Regions from separate parts of the Sus scrofa genome. Here region 2 is linked to region 1. A link is a contact called in public promoter capture Hi-C data. All regions are on one chromosome and are shown on one strand. The core of a region is the stretch at or near the end of the contact, and the rest is flanking DNA. Distances in the headings are between cores, read along the strand shown.

Evidence for each region. Promoter capture Hi-C pulls out the DNA fragments that hold promoters and counts their contacts.
Region 2: a contact with region 1 is called in a promoter capture Hi-C map of liver, with 5 times the contacts expected there. The contact joins the promoter of AUH here to the enhancer-like site in region 1. A contact is called at or near these places in 1 of 5 promoter capture datasets (liver), 6 of 47 Hi-C or Micro-C datasets (embryonic fibroblasts, fetal heart ventricle, liver and 1 more) and 2 of 2 datasets of contacts at active chromatin or transcription factors (alveolar macrophages and skeletal muscle).

Annotation. Positions count from the first base shown.
Region 1 is chr14:2,403,678-2,407,049 of Sscrofa11.1, reverse strand. It overlaps AUH (methylglutaconyl-CoA hydratase, mitochondrial), which reads left to right. Exons shown (of 8, transcript XM_013990241.2): 6 at 1,942-1,992; 7 at 3,041-3,088. Among named protein-coding and RNA genes, the nearest start is that of AUH, 140 kb to the left of the region's middle. Within about 2 kb of position 1,714, at least 14 of the 83 cell types and tissues checked have an H3K27ac peak or open chromatin away from gene starts, as enhancers often do. A contact at or near this core is called in embryonic fibroblasts and liver, where this site is marked.
Region 2 is chr14:2,544,672-2,547,817 of Sscrofa11.1, reverse strand. AUH (methylglutaconyl-CoA hydratase, mitochondrial) reads left to right here and starts at 1,489. Exons shown (of 8, transcript XM_013990241.2): 1 at 1,489-1,789. The coding sequence starts at 1,531.

The DNA.
Region 1 (3,372 bases), core at 465-2,964:
CCCAGGTGACTGGAGATGTCAGATGACTTCGGAAAATGTGTAACTGTGAAAGTACATGCAAAAATTACAAAACAGAATTGGTGACGCTGGGATGGTCTGTTTTTCCAGACTTTGTGACTGAATGATGACTCTTCCAAATACTTAGGAAGCTTCTATAAAATTAGTTTCTAGGTGACTTCTGAATTATTCGTTACTTCCATTTTTCCGTCTGAGAAAAAAAGGTTTGTATATATGGAAAAGGCACTGGCTTTATATTTTGAAAGGGAAGCTAATTAATTAAGCATTATGCGTAGTAGTATTTGTATTTTCCTGTTTCTTCAGTGTTCTAAGCCTTGTCGCCCAAAGTGTAATCTGTGGACTAGCAGTTCAGGCAGCCTCTGAGAGCAGCTTAGACGTGCGGAGTCCCCAGGCCATTCCAGATCCCTGAACCTGCATCTCCATTTTAACAACGGGTTTGGGGATTTGTGTGTGCATAGGGAAGTTTGACCAGCACCTTCCTTGTCTGATAAAAGTGAATGGCTAAGATTCTTATTGAGAGGAGCACTCTGTTAAAAAAAAAAAAAGAATTAATAATCTTAAAAATAAAAGACTAGTATGTGTACCATATATACAGATCTCATTTGGAAGAATTCTAGTTGAGATACTTGCCTAAATATCTCAGGTAACTGAAAACCCCTAGATAGGGGAAAATGGCATTTTTCATGTCCAAGTGCGCTTTGCATTCACTTATTAGAGTCCTTTGTTTTGCCTTTTATTTAGAGCCTCTTGTATTTTAATTTTTTAAAAATGCACCTTTTTTTTTTTTTCCTTTTTTTTTTTTTTGCCGAGCTCTCGGCACATGGAAATCCCCCAGGCCAGGGATCAAACCCACTCCAGAGCAGTAACCAGAGCCATGGCAGTGACAATACCAGATCCTTAACCCACTGAACCACCAGGGAACTCCCAAAAGATGCTTTAAAATATGCCATTCAATTCTAATTCACACTCATAAACAATATTTAGGAATTTAAGATGTGATCAAGTAACCACATTCCATCTGAGGGATTGTGGTTTTCTGTAATGTTTTCTTTCTCACGGAGGCCTCCCAGTCCTTTCCTCTGTGCCCTCACATATCCTGAAGGAGGTTTGTGGACTTCTAGCTTTTGTGTGATGTGGAAGCACTGCCTGGAGGACACTTCTTTACTAATGTATCATCATCGTGGTTAGTTAGCAGCGCTCATGGAAGAAAGATACAGATCCACCGCCTGGAACAGATATCTGTCCTCCATGGGGTTTTTCTGTTTATTTTGTTGGTTTTCGTGTGTGTTGTGTTGTGTAGTTTTGTGGTTTTTTTTTTTTTTTTTTTATTAAAGTATAGTTGATTTACAGTGTTATACTAATTTCTGCCATACAGCAAAATGACTTAGTTATACACATATATACATACACTCTTTTTAAAATAATTCCTTTCCATTATGGTTTATCCCAGGAAAGTGGATATATAGTTCCCTGTGCTGTACAGTAGGACCTGTTGTCTGTCCTGAACCCCATGTTAATCAATAGTGTCAGCCTCATTTCCAGCCCAAGTTTCCATCACACCACTGGTGGGTGTGTTCTTGTGTCAAACACTCTAGCTCCTTTTCTTTTTCCTACGTAACTTGCAGGGAGGTTTGCTGAACAACACAAAGCCCTCTGCTGGACACACAGCACCTGCTGCGCCCCAAGTATATACACTGTGCTGTGGAATCTGCATAGCCTGCTGCTGATGCAATAGGTTGTTAGAGTTGCTGTTTAGTTAAGACCTTGTAAGAGCCCTAAAATATGTTTTCCATCCACTGTCTTAAAACCATTGTCACTTCTATGCCATGAATCCAGCAAAGGGAGTTTCTGAATTTTACTGAGATATGCAACATGGTTTGCATAAATAATAACTAAAATATGTTTCTTTAATTTGAATTTTAGGGACCTGTTGCAATAAGAGTGGCAAAATTAGCAATTAATCAAGGGATGGAGGTGAGTACCTTAAGCTTGAGTTCTTTTTTGGAGTAGGTAGTATAGATTTAACTTAAATGAACCATTATTTTTTAATGTTCTAAATGATAGCTCTTTCACAGCTACTGTTACTGAAAGCTACTGAGGTTCTTTTTAGCTACAACAGTGATTTCATTCTGCTTCTAGCTTTTGTTGATTCGGTATCATAATCACAGAATTCAGTAGTTTCACTGATGCCCTGCAGTATATGCTTGTTGTTTTTGCCATTGAGTTAATAGACAGATTTGCTGGCTAGTAGTTCATAGAAAACCAAAAGAAAAGGGCATTCTGTGTATTCTCAGCACCAGTATCTGATTATAAGAAAAATAGACACACATAAACCCTGCAAGGGGCTGTGGGGTCACCCTGGAGAGATGGCTCCAAAGGAGTGGAGGCCCCAGGCCAGGGGAGAAGTAGGCAGGGCCAAGGAGCAGTGCAGGTACCTGTTTACATTGGGCTTTTCATTACAGCAGTTGTTTGTTGGATAAATTATGGGAATTTTGAAGAAAACTACCTCTTCCTTGCAGACCCAGAGGCCACTATATCTTCCTTGTCTTGAGAGCAGTTGAAAGTGATTGAATTTGTTAGCAATAAATCCCTTGCTAATAGCAAAAACCTTACATGAGGGTGTATATATATACATCTTATGTGTGTGTGTATATCTATATCTATATATCTTATGTACTTTGTAAAGACTTCACCTACATTAAGTCATTTGAGCCTCCTAGTAACCCAATTTGGTAGCTACTATAATGAGCCCCTTGTTTGGGTATACCTCTCTGAGGCAAGAGAGGTTAAATAACCTGGGTAACCAGGTTACACAGCTCCCACGTGGTAGCATCAGAATTTGAACCCAGGCAGCCTGGTTCTAGAGCTTCTCAAGCTGGTCATACGTCTGACTTGCTGTATTACATCAAAGCATTCTGTTCTTTTGGAATAAGGTTATTAAATTTCGGTTTATATTTCTATTACCTATACCATATTACCTATACCATGCTCTTGCTGAAATGAATTATATTTTTATCCTCAGGTTGATTTAGTAACAGGATTAGCCATAGAAGAAGCTTGTTATGCTCAGGTATGTAATACAATCATGGATTCATTGAGGATACCCCTTACCTTCTGTACAAGTGAAGTAATTTCTATGTCACTGAGCAGATTAGACTCATGCCAGTTACGGAATCAGACAAATGAAATTACTTGTTTCTGCTATTTGACCATTACCCGCTCATACAACTGATTCTGTTCCACATTCTAATGACTCTTCTCTATGTAATTTAGAAAACTCCGAGAATAGTTAAGTTAGTACCATTTGTGCTCTAGCTGTCTCTCTAGCTCATGTAGTATTTTGTGGGTATGGTC
Region 2 (3,146 bases), core at 240-2,739, 140 kb before region 1:
TTGGAAGCCTAAGAAAGGTAAAGAGCGATGGAGTTGGCCTTCAAATTGTAGAATTTCATGGCCAATTCTCATTCTAGGTGTGCTCATAGCAGAGATTTAGGGCCTCGTGGGGAAGGCACCATTCAAGCTTTCCCTGGGTCTGGGAAGGGAACATCAAAGGATATGAGGGGCAGAGGAAGGCAAACAGGTGGCTTGGAGGAGAAGGCTGGGTGAGAGGCTTGGAGGTCTTCCAGAAGTGTCAATAACTAGTTGTCCAGGGCAGGCTTCCAGCTCAGTCCAGGGCAGCACAGACTCACTGGATTTGAATTAGGGTCCACGTGAACTGGGGCATCTATCATTTATTTTGCACTAATAACTAAACATTTCTTATAACCGTTTTTAGACTTACAGAAGATGTGAGAACACAGTACAGGGTTCCAGTAGAACCTCACCCCTAGCCTCTCCTACATTAATATGGTACCTTTGCTACAATCTATGAACCTGTAATGACATGTTATGAACTAAAGTCTATATTTGGATTCCCTTCATTTTTGCCTAAGTTCCACTTTCTGTTGCAGGATCCAAGCCATGATCGCACATTACATTTAGCTGCCATTTAGGTTTCTCTTGGTTGTGACAGTTTCTCAGACTTACTTTTGATGACCTTCACAGTTTTTTTGTTTTTTTTTTTGCCTTTTTGTCTCTTTTGTTGTTGTTGTTGTTGTTGTTATTGTTGCTATTTCTTGGGCCGCTCCCGCGGCACATGGAGGTTCCCAGGCCAGGGGTCGAATCGGAGCTGTAGCCACCGGCCTACGCCAGAGCCACAGCAACGCGGGATCCGAGCCGCGTCTGCAACCTACACCACAGCTCACGGCAACGCCGGATCGTCAACCCACTGAGCAAGGGCAGGGACCGAACCCGCAACCTCATGGTTCCCAGTCGGCTTCGTTAACCACTGCGCCACGACGGGAACTCCCTTCACAGTTTTAAAACTGTTCAGGAAAGGCCGTGCCACCTGCCTGAGATGGCGGGCTAAGGACCCCTGTGTTCTTTGACTGTTTTCCAGCCATTCCTGAACTCCGTATGGTGAGGATCACATATGTTTACAGGCACCTTTAACTGATAATTCACGGCTCTTATATGCATGAGTAAGTACACTTACCGAGTACACCGGTTATAAACAGGATCCCCTCGCAGAGCTGCCATCCTGTCAGCCAAACCTTAGTTCACTTTTGCAGGGAACACATGACCCGAGGGCATAGCCCAGGGAATGTAGGGAGGCGACTCTCTTCGGGGCGTTCTTATAGAATGTGTTCTACCCTAAAACATTGCGCAGTCTTGGAGAATTACTTCACCCTGCCTTTGCTGGACAAAGCATTACACTCTGTGTCAGGCAAGGGAGGCCTGTGCAAGGAGGATCTGGAACGAGGTCCTCGGTGTTGGGCGGGGCGAGCCCTCGGGGGCGGGGCCAGGGAGGGGCGACGCGGGGGCGGGGCCTGGGCGTGCCCTGCGGCGTGCAGCGACCGCAGGCCCACGCCGTAAACAGAGAACATGGCGGCGGCAGCGGGGGTACCTGGGGCCTTAGGTACCCTGCGGGCAGGCCGCGCCCGCTTGGTGGCTGCTTACTGTGCGGGGATCGGCCCCGGGTGGAGGCTCCCTGGCTCCTGGACCGGCCTGCCGGTAGGGCCGGCCATCTGGGCTCGGGGCTGGACGCCCGCGGCCGGGGGTGCGGCCTGGCGAAGGGGCTACAGCTCTGAGGCGAAGACGGAGGACGAGCTGCGGGTGCGATATCTGGAGGAGGAGAACCGAGGTGAGGGGCGCGACGCGGGCTGACGCCGGTCCTAGGAAGGGGTCGCAAGGTCGAGTGTCCGGGCTGACGTCCTTGTCCGCCGAGAGGCCTGGGGGGCCTTCCCCTCCCCCATCGAAGCATTGCAGCTATTTAGTGCTCTCCACGCTTAAAGGTGTCCTACGGAGCAGCTAACCTGTAAAAGCGGCCCTACTCAGCGCCGAAGACAGAAACGCAGTTTACGCCCTCAACTCTAGACGAGCCAAGGTCAATAAACCGGGTGTGTGATATTTGCTTCCAGATTTTGTTCTTGCTCTGTAATGGCTTTCTGTCAACTCAGATATCAGAGGGATAGTTTTAGAAGCTGCAGTGAGAGTGCACTTTATTATGCTGAACATATTTAAATTTAAAGCTGTTCATCTGGAGCAGTTTTTCCCTTTGTCCATTTTATCTGGTTAGTTTTGTGGTCTGTTTCACTTTAGTTAAACAGTTTTGAGCCTTGTCATGTTCTTCCAAGCGACTTGCTAAGGGAACACAATTGTAGTCGTATTGATCTTGCCCTTGAGCTACCTTCAGTGGGAGGAGACAGACTCATTAGCAATACAATGCGGTGGGAGTAAGATTGTGGGTGTGTGCCTTTCGGTGGAATTACTGTAGAAGCTCACTATCTTTGGCTTGCCTCGTTGGGAAAAGCTAAATGGATCATGAAAGGTGGAAATAGCAGTTTACCAGAAGAGCAGTTATTTAATTCTAACACGCAGTTATTGAGCACCTATAATCTGTTAAGCGAAAGTGCAAAAGGAGTTAAGTCATGTTTGCTGTCTTTAAGCAGCTACCAGTTTAGCGAGGAAGATGCTGGTGGTTAAAAGGCTATGCTAATTTAAAGCCTTGTTGAGAGCAAAGGGCAGTAATACGCCCAGCTGTATTTGGGGAGATTGGTGGAGTCCATGGGGAGTCATTAGGATTTCTTGCAGTGGAATTTGACGTTAATGAGGGTTCCTAGGCAAACTTGCTCTGCTTCCACTATCTTATGTGTAAAATAGGAGAAATAATACCAACTTTGTATGGCTGCTGTGAAGTTTAGATAAGAGTGTTAATATAAATTGCCCACTAGGTATCTAGCTCATAGTGGGTGCTCTGGAGTATAATGAGTTATTTCATGTGTTTATTTATTATTCCAGACAGAGACAAGAGCATGGTCAAAGGCATGGCTTGTGAAAATGTGTAGTGTTTTGGGGGAAATGGCTTAAAGCAAGCGTGGCTGTATTATTATGGCATGATTGGTAGAATATTGAGACATGCAGCTGGAAAGTAGATTGGCCCTGGAGTGATTAGAGCCGTGAATGCTACCATCTTTGGGGTAAGCTTAGTCTTGCTTGAA